Regions from separate parts of the Mus musculus genome. Here region 2 is linked to region 1. The links are chromatin contacts, called in public HiChIP or PLAC-seq maps. All regions are on one chromosome and are shown on one strand. Each heading gives the region's core, a stretch centred on a gene start, on an enhancer-like site or on the middle of the called end of the contact. The rest is flanking DNA. Distances are from core to core; before and after follow the strand shown. Region 1 has its middle 9.4 kb from the start of Gm31600. Region 2 has its middle 31 kb from the start of Gm46411.

Region 1 (6,888 bases), core at 1,359-3,858:
ACAGGCTAATGAGAACACGGAAGGAAGAGCTTTGAAGAGGACGACTCTGTGTGCCACACTCTGACAGTCAAGCCCCATAGCTTCATCCTAAAGGTTGTATAGAGGGGTAGGGTGGAAGCCATGTGCTGACTGACTACTATGCCCACCCATTGGCTTTAGGGCTGTGGGTAGCATTGAGGCAATGGGGTCCCTACATGGCAAGGATCCGGTGTCTCCCCTTGAATATTCGAAATAAAGCCTGAGTTTCAAAGCTCCTAAAATGTATTATCAGTCTCTTCTGGGGACCATATGTTGCCACACTGTGCAGGTTCGAGGTGAGTCCGGGCACTTGCATCTCTGGTCTCGGTAGTCCTGTCTATAAAAAAAAAGGGAGGGTGGAAGGGGAAAGCAATGTCTTAAGGCTTACCTAAGTTACTTCTAGAAACATGTGTGCATCAGAACCATCAGTCTAGGGTTGTGAGCTACTGTACTACCTCAGTTCATACTACCCATCACCCACCCCTCCCACAGCCCTGCCTCCTTCCCTTCGGCTTTTTTGGCTTTTATGCTAGATTAACCCTCCTTCTTTGACAGTTCCATTTTGGGTTACTCTACAATTTCCTCTTCTTCCTCTCACTTCCTTGGAGTCCGTCAGAGCCCTCAGAAATCCCATCCATATGCCTGTGACACCAGCTATCACCTCAGTATACACTTGTCCTAAGCCTGGCTCTGACGCCCAACCTCCTCCCCTGCCCCCGCCCCCTCCCCCGCCCCTGCCCCCTGGACCTCACTCACTATCCCAGACTTGCAGGTCCCTTTCCATATCACATCAGCATCTCAGACCCTACTTGCCCTCTTCCCCAGACCTGTTCCTTCTTCACAGGGGCTCAGACAGCATCTTTCCCACTCTCCACCCACACTGAAGACTCTCCTCTCTCAAGCACTCTACCCCTGGGGGATGGGTTAAGCCCAGCCTGAAAGCTCAGCAGCAGCTCAAAGAATTGCTTCTTATTCTTTGTTTACCACGCCCACATCTTATTCTGCTCACTGCAGCTATGGCAACCCCCTCACAAGGATCTCCTTGCCTCCGGGATTTGTCTGTTATCTCTACTTCCCTTTGCTCAAGTCCCACCCACCACTGTAAATGGACCTCACACTGTTCAGAGTTGAGAAAAGCCACTCGGCTTCAACCCTCTCCATCTGCCACCCCACCAAGCATCCTTCCATATCTGCTGGCATCCTTGGTTCTCCTTTTGGCAGGCCTAATCCCTTCTTTCGACCCCCATGTTCCTCCTGCCTGTTATCTGTACTCCAGATCTTCCTCTCACCCACATTCGCCCCTCCCCTCTATGTTTCAATTCCCCCTCATCGTTATCAGGGGTCGATGCCAAAGGTGAAGGGATTTCCACCAGGCCCGGAATGTGCTAGTTGCCAGTGGCAAACTCCAAACTCTCATCTGGTACATAAGGTACACCCAGGGATCACAACGCATCTGAGAAAACCAGCAGTGGGAGGAAATTAGACCCTGGGGAAATAAGCTCAACAGGAAAGAGAAGAGTGTTAAATTAAGTATAATTAGTGTCTTGGGAGAGGTGTTCGAGGATGCTAAATCCATGAATGACTGGTTGCTCCGGAGAAGAAACCATCAGAGTGCCAGGAAACCTAACTCATAATTGTTCAATGAGACCTCGCCTGATGGAGACAGTCACAGAAGGCTGTCCTGGGTGAGGAGTCTAATGAACGGAAGGACAGGCTCATTGGCCCAAAATACAGTTCAAAGGTTAGAGGTCTGATGTGAGGTTGGCAAAGTAAGGGAGGCCTGATGAGATGGCCCAGCAAGTAAAGGCACTTGCCACCAAGCTGGACAACCTGAGTTTGAGTCCCAGGATATCACGTCACAAAAGGAAGGAACTGGCTCCTGAAAGTTGTCCTATGGCCTCTAGATGTACCGTGGCATTGTGACAGTCATGCAAATCAATTTTAAAGTGAAACAAAACAAAACATTTTCTTATGTTTGCTTGACTTTTGATACCGGGTTTCTCTTTGCAGCCCTGGATATCCTGGCGCTCACTTTGTAGACCAGGCTAGTCTTGAACTCATAGGGCTCTGCCTGCCTTCTGAGTGCACTACCACCACCTGGCTCAATTTTGTTTTTCTTTTAAAGAGAGAAAGAGACATGAAGGCATGAGGCTTGGGTCACTGCTGCTGGCTTACAACAACCCAGGACCAGGTAAGACCCAGAAGAAAAATACATTTTACAGTGAAGATTAAAGCCGTTTCATCTTTTGACCTAAAGTGGTTTTGAAATTAGTAAGTCATGTCCCAAAATACTGAAAAACCCATGGTAAGTAGCTACCATTTCCATTATTAGAAAAATTAAATAATTTGTTACCATTTCTTTCCTACCCCCCCCCCCCACCTAGAGACAAGATCTCACTGTGTAGCCCTGGTTGGCCTTGAACTTGCTACTCTCCTGCCCTTCCCTCCAAGTGACTGACAGACTGTACTCGCACATCTGGAGAGCATCCTTCAAATAACACTGTTTTCTTCATGCAAAACAAATGGACTCCCTTCTCAGTCTTTCAGATCTTCCCCTCTCTCTCTCTCTTGAGGAAACACACATAGCCTTTCAACCCCCATCACACATCCTTTCATCACGTGTGGCCCTCTCCACGGGCTCAACAGCCTGGCTGCTTGCAGGCTGTGCGTGATTCCTTTAGGAAGGTGGTCCAGCACACGCCCAGGGCAGGGCTCAGCAAACAAAAGTCGAGTGCATGAAAATTCTCTCTCTGCCACACCTCCACTGCCCTCGGGAGTGTGTGTGTGTGTGTCTGTCTGTTTGTCTGTCGGTCTGTCAGTCTATCCTGATCTGTTTTGTGTGTGTTTGTTCATGTTCTGATTTGGGGTGTGTGTGTGTCTGTGTGTGTGTGTGTGTGTGTGTGTCCTGATCTAGCACATCCCTGGGCTGAAAGGCTGTTCCAGGAAGAAGTCTGATTGGGCTCTGCTACAGGCAACCCCCCCCCCAACAGTTGCCAGGAGGGAGGAGGAAGAAAGTCTAAATGGGCAGCAACAACAGGAAGTAGAATCAGTCTCACAGAAGTACTAAGTAAGGAACCAGGCAAGAGCAGCCCCAAGGGCAGCCCCTGTTCACATTGAGAAAACAGCAGGATCCTGAAAAGCAGAGAGCCTTGCATTCTGCCCAGCTGGGAACCGGCCACAATCCAACCCACCCACAGCTGTCTGTGTATTTCTCTGTCTAAAATACCCAAATCCCTAAAAGGGAAGCCTTGGGGGAGAGGTTTGAGCATCAAATCCAATCAGGACCTTTGTGCTCCCAAGATAAACTGCAGGAGAAGGAGCCCAAAATGGCTGGAGTGCAGATCAAGGTCAATGCCACCTGGCTGAGTGTCCTCTCTCTAGGGTTAAGCTGCAAGATTGGAAGTTCACAATGAGAAAGGGCAGAGCAAGAGGTGAGGTCAGCTGACTACTCAGAGGTCCTGGAGAATGCTGGAGTTAAGAAATAAAAGTTGGCACCTACACTCTGAGAGGTAGCTCTAGCCACTACATGCCTTCTGCCATTCTGAGCATCCGTACCTCCCACAGGCCTTCCCTGATCCTTCACTAAGTGTCATTCTCCTGCCCCTTACTACCAAGCTGGGCCATATGAAACTGCCAACAGACATTGTGTTTGTCCTTAACACCCGGCCATTTCACTGGCCCAGTAAAATGCTTCAACAGAGTTCCGAAGGCAGAGTTTGTGCATTCTTTGTCCATTTCTTTGAAGGCCACGCCATGCAGGAGATAAAAGAAATACAAACCACAGAGACTGGTGGATCTGTGAATGTATTTTCTCCTTGCCAAGCAATTCACCCGGAGTTTCTTAGAAAGTTCCTCTACAGCCCTTAAGTAAAAATCAGTTTGCCAAATCTTTCATTATTAAAATAGGATCCTCCTGTAGTCCAGGTACAATAACTACACAGAGAGAAATGAAACAAACAAACAACAACAACAAAGAAAACAATGCTAATACCTTCTGGTATCACTCGTTAACAGACACACCAGGACAATCTCAAAAGGAGCTTACTGCTGGTCTCATTTCCAGAAAATGAAGGAATTCTTCTTATAGACTTTGGGGGGGAGGGATTGTTTGTTTGTTTGTTTGTGTGTATTGTAGTTGGGGTTTTTTTTTGTTTGTTTGTTTGGTTGGTTTGGTTTTGATTTTTTGAAAGAAGATTTCTCTGTGAAGCCCTGGCTGTCCTAGAACTAATTCTCTATCCCAGGCTGGCCTCAAATTCAGAGATCCACCTGCTTCTGCCTCCCAAGTGCTGGGATTAAAGCCACCACATCAGCTGTTACAGAGTAATTCTAAAAGCAACTCTTTAAAAAAAAGTTATAGCCATGCTATAGGCACTCAGGTGTTTAAAGCAGGAAGACCAAGAATTCAAAGGCCAGTCTGGTCTTTATAAGCAAGATCCTGATTCAAAACAAAATGAAACAAAACCAACCAGAGTCCGGTCTGATGATGTGTCCCTTCAATCAGCATTCAAGAGGCAGACACAGGAGGGTATGGGGGGACTTTTGGGATAGCATTGGAAATGTAAATGAGGAAAATACCTAATAAAAAAATATTAAAAAAAAAAAAAAAAAAGAAGCAGACAAAGGTGGCTCTCTACACTGACTGTTGGTCTGGTTTATAGAGTGAGCTCCAGTACAGCAAGGCTACGGTGCGACCACCTAACTCAAATACCAGCCACCATGAGAGACCTTTTCCCTTCTTCAACTGTGAGCCAAAATAAAACCTGGGCTCCTGTTCTGCAACCTCCTACAAAGTGATCTGACAGGTAGTCAGAACTGTGCCAGAACCATATCTCCTAAAATCTCTTTCTAGGAGATATGGTGTGTGGTCCAACCTCTGCAACAACCTCCAAGACACCCCCTCCCCATACCCTCTACCTACCAACCCTGCAGCTGGCTGGCACCAGGCTTCCAGTTTTTTTTTCTTTTCCCAGAATTAGGTTCCTAGGGAAAGTTCAATACCTTGGGGTTCATTGTTTCAAAGGTCTGAAAGTCCAAGGAGAAGAACAAAGGTTCTTCTACGGCATCTTCATTCTTGCTAGAATGGCTACAGCTTGGCCTAGAACTTTTTGCAGTACTTGCCACTAGTTTGTTCTAAGAGCTTGATGGTCCCACCTACAGGCACTGTGCAGAACTTCCTAGGAATTCCACACCACACGTGGGACATCCCTGAGTCTTAAAGAGTTGCTGGGCAGGAAATGGGGCAGTATTTGCAAAGCAAGCTTTAAAAGAGAGTGGTCTCTGTCTGAGTTATCAAACTAACAAAAGAATGAAGGCCAGGTCTGACCTTTTACCTACACCTGTGGGACAGGACTGGATGTGAAAGACGAATCATGGTGGGGTGTCTCCAGCTCCCCAGAAATGGCCACAGAGCTACTGTTTAATATACAATCTCATATGCAGAAAAGATGGGCCCTACATAGACAGGCAGCATTTACACAGTGACCCATCTGTCCAAAGCTCTAAACTTAACATAATTGCCCTCAACTTTGTCTCCCAAGAGTTATAGTTTAAAGAGATATGAGAAAATCATTCACGAAAATGGCAGAACCAACCTATAAGCCCAGAAAACATAAAGAGCTGTTATTAGGAGTGATGACAGAAACAAACCGTGAAGATGGCTGATGGTGATCAGGACCTGGGATAATCTGGGATACCAATGACAAGGTCACTAGACCAATCACTCATATTTGAGCACCAAGGCCAACTCTACTTTCATGTGTTCTCTTCCCCAAGGGAATTTCCAGCCTTCCTTCAAAGAAACTCCTGCAGCAGTGGGTGTTGAAGACTCAGTGGGTGAATGAATGAATGACAGGATCTTGGATTGGTGTGTATCTTAGTTACTTTCTATTGCTTTGATGAGACACCAGGACCAAGGCAACTTATAGAAGAGTTTACTGGGGCTTAGAGTTCCAAAGGAAGAGTCTATGACCATTGTGGCAGGAAGTATGGCAGCAGGCAGGCAGACATAGTGCTGGAGCAATAGCAGATAGCTTACCTCTTGTGACAACACTAGACATAGAGTGTGACCTGGGAATAATGCAAGTCTTTTGAAACTTAAAAGTCCACCCTGAGTGACACACCTCCTTCAACAAAGCCACACCTCTTAATCCTTCCCAAACAGTTCCATCAGCTGGAAACCAAGCATTCAAATACATAAATCTATGGGAGCCATTCTTGTCCAAAAGACTACAGTATGTTTGTTTGTTTGTTTGTTTATCTGGTTAGCTTTGTTTTGTTTTGGTTTTTGGTTTTTGTTTTTGTTTTTTGTTTTTTGATTTTTGTTTTTGTTTTGTTTTGTTTTCTGAGACAGGGTTTCTCTGTATAGCCCTGGCTGTCCTGGAACTCACACTGTAGACCAGGCTGGCCTTGAACTCAGAGATCTGCCTACTTCTGCCTCCCAAGTTTAGGGCTTAAAGGCATGTGTGGCAATGCCCCACTGGACAGTCCATTTATTTAACTTATGCTCATTTTATTCCAGTTCTACAGTCACTTCCAAATATAGGTACAAATTCTTTGATATTTTGTTCTTCAAAAGGTGGAGTCTAATTCTTCTCCCATTAACTCCCATTAAGAATAAGTGGTAGCCAGGCGTGGTGGCGCACACCTTTAATCCCAGCACTCAGGAGGCAGAGGCAGGTGGATTTCTGAATTCGAGGCCAGCCTGGTCTACAAAGTGAGTTCCAGGACAGCCAGAGCCATACAGAGAAACCCTGTCTTGAAAAAAAAAGGGGGGGGGATATTTAGTCATTTTTAATGAATTCCTTCCTGTCAATGTAATCAAAATAATTACTCAAGTGAGAACTAGGGCAGTTTAGACTAGGAATGTAACTC
Region 2 (6,888 bases), core at 2,728-5,227, 80 kb after region 1:
TGGGTACGAGCTTTGGGGGAGCCCCCGACGTGGGGCGAGCCTGCATCGCGGAGGGGGGGCTCGCGCCCGGCGCCGTCACGAGCACAGGAAGGAGGCCGGGAGCATCCGAGGCGGGGCCGGCGCCCGCCCCACCGCCCAGCTGTGGAGCGCGCTCGGAAACTTTTGTCCGCCACCCGCTGGACCAATTTTTCTGGAGTTCTGAGGCTTCGCTTTTTCCTCACACCCCGGCCTGCCCAGCCGAAAGAGGGGGTTGGGGGAAGCCGGTGTCCCCCGGGGAGGGGGCACCGACGACTTCGAGAGGCACGGGCCCCCCCATCAGGCCCAGCTCCCCGCGCCCCCTCCCCGTTCGCGGTCTCTTAGGAAACTGCGACCTTAATGGTTGCTAAGGAGCAGGGGAGGTCCTTCCCGTCGCCGGCCCCCTCCCTGGGAGGCGGTGTGTTTTCTGTACAGGGCTAGGGTCGCATCGAGGATGTGACCCGCTCTCTGGCCCGGGGTGAGTGCGGGGCGCGGCTACGGTGCCTGCGGGCAGCCGGCCGAGGTCTAGGGGCGTGGGGACCCCACTGGGCTCGGGCTCGACCGCTTGACAGGCGCCGCGTGTTGCTAGCTGCCCTCGTCCGCGGTGCATCCGTGATGGGTTATAAAAGAGGAGGAAAGTTATTTTTCCTTGCTCAGCAGATTTGCCCTCCCTCGTTCCTTACTGGTTAAGAGATAGAACGTGAGCCCAGATCCGGACGAGCAGTTCACATTCCATTACGAAATTCTACACGGCTTCAGAGCCAGCAGCAGCACTCATTCGGGGCATTTCGGAGGAGATTTTCTTCTTTGGGGGATGCTGGTAGTGGTGGTGGTGGCGGAGACCGATACAGGGTGAATAAAAAGCAACTTTTGTCGGGGTGTCGAAAACCTTACCCTCAGGTTTCCATTGTTAGACTGCTCAACACTGGGTCTCGTTTTCGAGTTAGAGCTAAGCATATCCTTGTGAAAGCCTATGGGAAGAAAGTTGGTTAAATAAAGATGTTGGGAGTTGGCAAAGTATTCTTGCAAATGATTCTGCAAAGGCTCACTTGTTGCTTGTGCATCCCTTGGTTGTGAGATTCCTTTTTCAGATAATATGGTGGTCTGTGTCTGCGTGCGAGTTGTTGTGCAATAGATAATTGGAGTGGAAGGTGGAGAAATGAGAACAGCCATGAAAAGAATGTGTTGATGGCTTTTAACATCCTCTAGGTTTGATGCTTTCATGAGCAGGCAGGTATAGTTTGTAATTTAACCCGGAAGTCTGAGTTGGAGGCTAAGGTCTTGGTTAAAACTCTTAAGAAAATTCTGTACGTAAGCCCTAAAAGAATCCATAGTTTCTTCGGAAAGAGTTCAGTATACTCTTAAAACACGTGCAAGGGTGGACTCGTTTTAGAGGTTTAGAGTTGCTGTTTGTTTGTTTTTACCTCTGCCCATTGGGGTACCTACTGATGGGTCTTCCTTTGATGTATTTGGTTACAGTGAATTAAACATTTGAATGGCTCTAATCAAGTTTTAAATGTGTGAAAAAAAAACCCTCCCCAATTTTTACAAAAGAAAGGGAGAGAGGGGTACTTTGATTTAATTATTTTCCCGTTCTCCATTTATTTTTGGGTTAAGTTGCACTGTCTCCATCTTACAACATACTTTTACGGTAAGATGGCTGGCTGTCTTTTCAGCATGTTTTGTTTTTTAAGAAATGCTTTACTCACTTAAGAAATGCTGTTGATGCTCAGTGGTACATGGAATATTATTCTCGGCCGTTTCCCTGGATACCGCATTATTCCTCATCAGAAACTCAGACAGCATAACCCTTGCCGTGGACGTGATGGGGAACGTTTGCCTGACTCAGCTGGTTACAGGTGGTGCATTCATTCCTAACCATTTACATCATCAAGCAAGTGACCTTTTGATGGAAGGGGCCTTTATTTTAGATTTCTTCAGACAGAACCATCTGAGAGAGATTATTTGCATCCAGTACAGGTAGGAAGGGGAGGGGAATGCAGTGTGTTAGTCCTCATCTGATCAACAGCTGTTTATTGCTTTTCTGCCCCTAAGTCAGGCACTAGGTAGCAGCTGTTAGCAAACAGCTTCTGGGTTGCTTTTTGTTTGTTTGTTTGTTTGTTTGTTTCACTTTTCTGTTTTAACCTGCTGCTGTATTGGTTCACTTCCTAGGTCAGTTTGGAAGTCTGTCTTTCTATTGTGTGCCCACTCTAACATCTCTTAACAGCTTCAGCTAAGTAAATTTCCTGGTTAATGAAGTTGAAAAAAAAATTCTATCCTCTTAGGGTTTTGCGTGACATAGTTAATATAAACTTTTACAGAAATTGGTTAAACAGGCTCTCTAGAAGCAGCTAGAAGTGGGTTCTTTTGATGTTTTTATTCATTATCCTTCTGAAAAGTAGGTGGTGCTTAGAAGGTCATAGGATAAGGGTTGCTAAGCAGCTAAACAGAAGGATGCTAAAATTAACTGAAGCTTTTTTGAAAGGGAGTCCTTCCCTGTTTTACATTACCTACTAGGTTTAATTAATTTCTGAATCTTCCATGTTCTTTGATCTAGGAAGGTAGTATGTTAAAGTTGGTCTTTGTTTTTGTTATTATATTCAAATAATCTTCCTTTTGTAAGTGTCTTTAATTGAAGTTCAGTATTCTCTCAGTATTCTCTTGACTCCTTGCTGTGGTGTCAAATGGCAGCTTGTCTGGGGTGACTTTCTTGTCTGTGAAGAGGTAGAACTTCCCTTTTGTTATTCACGTATAACTTCACCTGCTTTTGCATTAATAAAGGATTTTTATGTTTATTTTGGAAATTCTACATAATCCACAAAGTGATGTTTTGCCATTGTATTTTTATTAAACGTTTGCATTCAAAAGATAGAAGTGCAATATAGTATCAATAGTAACTACAATATAGTCCCTCCTGATGAGAGGACAATGGCTTTCTTTCCTCCTAGATTAGATTGTGGATGTGGCTGTTCCTGGTCCATGTTACCCTACTTCCCTGGCTCTGTCTGTTCAACCCAGCTCATAGATAATCTTTTTTTTAAGTACTCTAGGTTTAGAATATATTTGGAAGGACTGAACAGATGTTAGAAGGCAAAAGTATTATGACTTGTGTATTGTCTTAGTGTTTCAAGGTTTTTGAAGTTTTTCATGATGAAAGATGCAAGCTGGTGGCTGGAAACCCTCCCTTCTGTTGGGTGGCAGGCCCGCTGCAAAGCCAGCAGCTTCCCTGCCTCAAGGTTATGCGTGTTTTCCTGACCTATCAAGCAGGCCTCCTTGAGTCATATTTTTATATTCAAGTGTAATTAAAAGATTGATAGGTTTTCTCTCTCTTCCCCCCACCCCCTCAATTTTTTTAGATTTAGATTGTGCTTCTAGGGTGGGAGCAATCAAGTACCTCTTTGAAATGCATGCAGGGGTCAGAGAGTGGTTTCCATGCCCAGGGGTGAGGGGTAGGGGGTGGGGGTAGATCCGAGGTAAAAGGTGTACCGTCTGAACCCGGAGGGAAGTATAAGATGTGCTTTCTGAAATGCATCATTTACTTTTAACTTCCCCCACTCCCACATGGCAAGCGGACCAAGGAAGGGAAACCTGGCTGCTGGTGTTTTCTTTACTGCAGAGGTAGAAGAATGAGGAAGATGGGGAGGAGCCTTCCCTAGTTAGCAGTTAGTCTCCTTGGGCTGTGTCATCAGCCCAGCTTTTCTCAAGGTCTCTCTTGTCACGTCCCTTGGGTGCCCAACAAGGTCTGAAGGGCAGCTGAGCATGCCTGGAGATTTCACCCTGCTTGTTGGCAGCTGAAGAAGAGGGGGAGGGAGGAGGGGAGGGAGGAGGGTCCAGGGAGCTGTGAGCTAGCATCCCTGGTTCGAGGAGCCTGCAGGCTGCAGGCTACCCAGTCTGTCTGCCCATCAGTAAAGGTGACTGCTTGTGAATAGGTGCCTCAGACAAAGCAGTGGGAGGGCGGAGACTGTTTGTTCTGTGTGAATCAGGCCACTAGTGCTGAGAGCATTTGAAAACCTCTGTGAAGGCCAGGGCCTAGGGACTGGCTGCTTCTGTGGCGAGTCACCTGCAGGCTCCTTGAGGAGAGGGACTCACCAGCTCACCTGGAGAGGGAGAATGAAATCCCCCACTGGTTTTGTCAGACAGCCAGACTGAAAGAGAAAAAGTCTCCGTGGGGGTAATTAGATAAAGCTTTTAAATGCTCTATTTGTTTTTCCCCTGAGCTTGCTTGGTATTTCATCCTTTTACCCCCCGCCCCCTTTTTCAAGACTGGGGAAGGATTGTTACAAAAGCAGTTGATAGGTAGTTGAGTTGCTTTTACACCCTCTCCCCCCCCCCACCCCCTTAGCTTTTTAGGCTAAGTGTCAGCCTCTGATTGTGAAGACTGTTAGCAAAACTTCTAAAGTTTACATTCAGAACAACAGGGATTTACAGCGAGGTCCATCCTGACCCCTGATTCCTAACTTCAGGCCAGCACTGAAAGCTGATGCTGGTTGGAGGAAGTTTGGCTTTGAGGACTTAGCATTTAATATTTACCGTGGGTGTCTCTTTCTGTGGTGGTGCTTTAAAATAAGGTCAGGCCCTTTTGGAAGTAATTCTCCGCTTGAATTTGGAGGCAGGAGGGAAGTAAACAAGCACAAAGCCCATTGGCTGCGCTGCTGCCGCTGCTGCTACCGATGGGGATTCGGTTATCCACGCACGCCTCTCCTACCTCCCATTGTAGGGAAGCATTGTAGGGAAGGATAAAATGAATGTTCCAGAAAGTCAAAAACCTATAAATGGAAGAGAGTGGTATATTTTGAGTTCAGGAAGCCTTGCGGGTATCCACTCCAGATTTCCTTTCCAGAACTTGGTTCCTTTACCTTTAGCTGAATTTACCTACAAGTTTCTCTCTCAGTGGGGGTGGGGTGGGGACTGCACCTTTTGCTTCCAGTGTGGGGAGCAGACAGGCAGGACAAGCAGATCCCTCTTAATGGGGTTCACTTGGGGATGGGCTTGAGGAGGAAGACAGGAGCCAAGCTCAGGGTTTACTTTTCAAAGGGATGGTCGTTATAGCCTTTAAGCAAGAGGGACAAGAGATGCCATTACACTTCCTATAGTGGTCAGGGCAGCCTCCTCCACCCCCATGCAATGGAGACTTGATTATCCATTCAGTCTCAGAAATCCAGGAGCCAAGGTAGAAAAAAAAATCTACTTTTCAATAGTAGGATTTAGGACCCAGCTCTGCCCTGAGTATGTCCAGAGCCCTCAAACAGATCACGAGTACCACCAAGAGGGGATGGGGTAGGGGGTTACACTCCATATCGCATGTATTCTGTGTGGAGAAATTCCATACAGCAGCAGGTAAGCTCTTTATTACATGCCCGTAAGGGAGCTCTGTTGGCAGGTTCAAAGTATCACAGACAGTTTGAGGGTGGAGCAATGGTTGCCTGCCGGACTGTTAAGTAGATTTGAAAAACCCTGTTACTAAGACAGTCCCAGGAGTCGTCTGCTTCTAAAACAACCTTGGTTCACTGACAGGAAGCTGCCCCTGTAGATGGCTCAACTCTGCCATCATGTTTTCAGCCACCCTTCTGTCAGGTTCCCTCATTTTGTAAGTTATGTGGAGTACATAACTTTTTTTTTTAAGTGTTTGAACTAGCCCCTACTTGCTTGATGCTTTTGGGCACTCACAGTCTTTCTCCGTTTTGTTTCTCAGATTTTTGTACAATTCTTACATAATCATCTATCTTTTATTCAAGGGCAGCTTTCCTGAGCCTTTGGCTCAGATGCCTCTAGAGAGAAAGGTGGGTTATCCCATGGCAAGACAGGATGGGGAGGGAACGAGGAGGGGGCCCAGGGATGGAGGGGAGAGAGGAAGTGCTTGTTTGTATGGGACCCCAGCTGGAAATGTCTAGAAGTGTCGGGGGACACAAGTACCACTTGCTTCCAGCCTTACCCTGGTTTTTCTCTTCCACTGCTCAGTGTGTCTCGCTCAGACCGGAGACAAGGCCCCGAGTCCTGGGGGGAGAGTAAGGGAGCCAGTGTTCCAGAACAGGGAGGACTGTGATGCTCTGAGCTTCCAGTTGTTGTGTTGTGTGCCTCTGGACCTTTTATCTCTCACACCAGTGGACCAGCTGTGCTAAGGGGACTCAGTGCCACGGCCGAGCAGACACCTTGCTCGGGGATGGGTCCTGTTGCATCCAGCACTTGGGTGTTTTCCTGCCCTCATCCTATGAACTGGCAACTCCCAGCTTTCTACTTTTACAACTTTTGCCAGTGCTGGGCCCTTCAGGCACCTCGCCCTGCAGGTACTTGTAAAAAATGAAAGCCAATCTAGAAAGGGGCCAGAAAGATCTGGTGTCCTCAGGCAGCCAGGCCAGGCACCCCACTGTCTTCCGTGGCTGGCCCCACATTGGGCAGAACCCCTTAAGGGTGTTGCAAATGCCTCTTTAGTTAATTTCCTGTGCCCAGTTCCTCCTTTCTGCTGTTCGCCCTGCCCTGTTGTCCACAGAGTGGCGTGCATTGTCTTGCGTGCCTCAAAACAGTCCTTGGCTCCTTGTGTCTACAGGAAGAGATCCAAGTGTCTCCACATGGCCCACAAGGGCCTTCCTCCATCAGCTGCTTCTACGTCTACGTATGTTCTGTAGCCTCTCCCCGCTTTAAACCACTGCCCTTCTGAGTAATGTCTCTCTTTCACCTGGGTTGTTCTTCCTGCTGTGTCTCCAGCTAAAATCCTTTCTTAATTTTTTTTTTCTCAAAACCTTGTCTTTTGGGGACTGTTAGGTCCTCCTTACAGCCTCCCCTCTCCCCCTAGTGTTTTCCCACCTCAGGAACATCACCCCCCCCCCCCCCCCCCACACACACCCCTGTCCCTAGCACCTACCCTGATTGTTGGTG

The links. HiChIP or PLAC-seq counts read pairs in DNA pulled down with a chosen protein or histone mark.
Region 2: an HNF4G HiChIP or PLAC-seq map of pancreatic cancer cells shows a contact between it and region 1. The contact joins two enhancer-like sites. A contact is called at or near these places in 1 of 39 promoter capture datasets (the SN4741 cell line), 5 of 484 Hi-C or Micro-C datasets (the HPC-7 cell line, double positive thymocytes, liver and 2 more), 10 of 115 datasets of contacts at active chromatin or transcription factors (the SCID.adh cell line, bone marrow-derived dendritic cells, bone marrow-derived macrophages and 5 more) and 2 of 9 other capture datasets (adipose tissue and liver).

What each region holds. Positions count from the first base shown.
Region 1 is chr13:37,748,678-37,755,565 of GRCm38.p6, forward strand. No RefSeq gene overlaps it. Among named protein-coding and RNA genes, the nearest start is that of Gm31600, 9.4 kb to the right of the region's middle. Within about 2 kb of position 2,609, at least 92 of the 459 cell types and tissues checked have an H3K27ac peak or open chromatin away from gene starts, as enhancers often do. A contact at or near this core is called in pancreatic cancer cells, where this site is marked.
Region 2 is chr13:37,827,239-37,834,126 of GRCm38.p6, forward strand. It overlaps a transcript of Rreb1 not described here. Among named protein-coding and RNA genes, the nearest start is that of Gm46411, 31 kb to the left of the region's middle. Within about 2 kb of position 3,978, at least 61 of the 459 cell types and tissues checked have an H3K27ac peak or open chromatin away from gene starts, as enhancers often do. A contact at or near this core is called in pancreatic cancer cells, where this site is marked.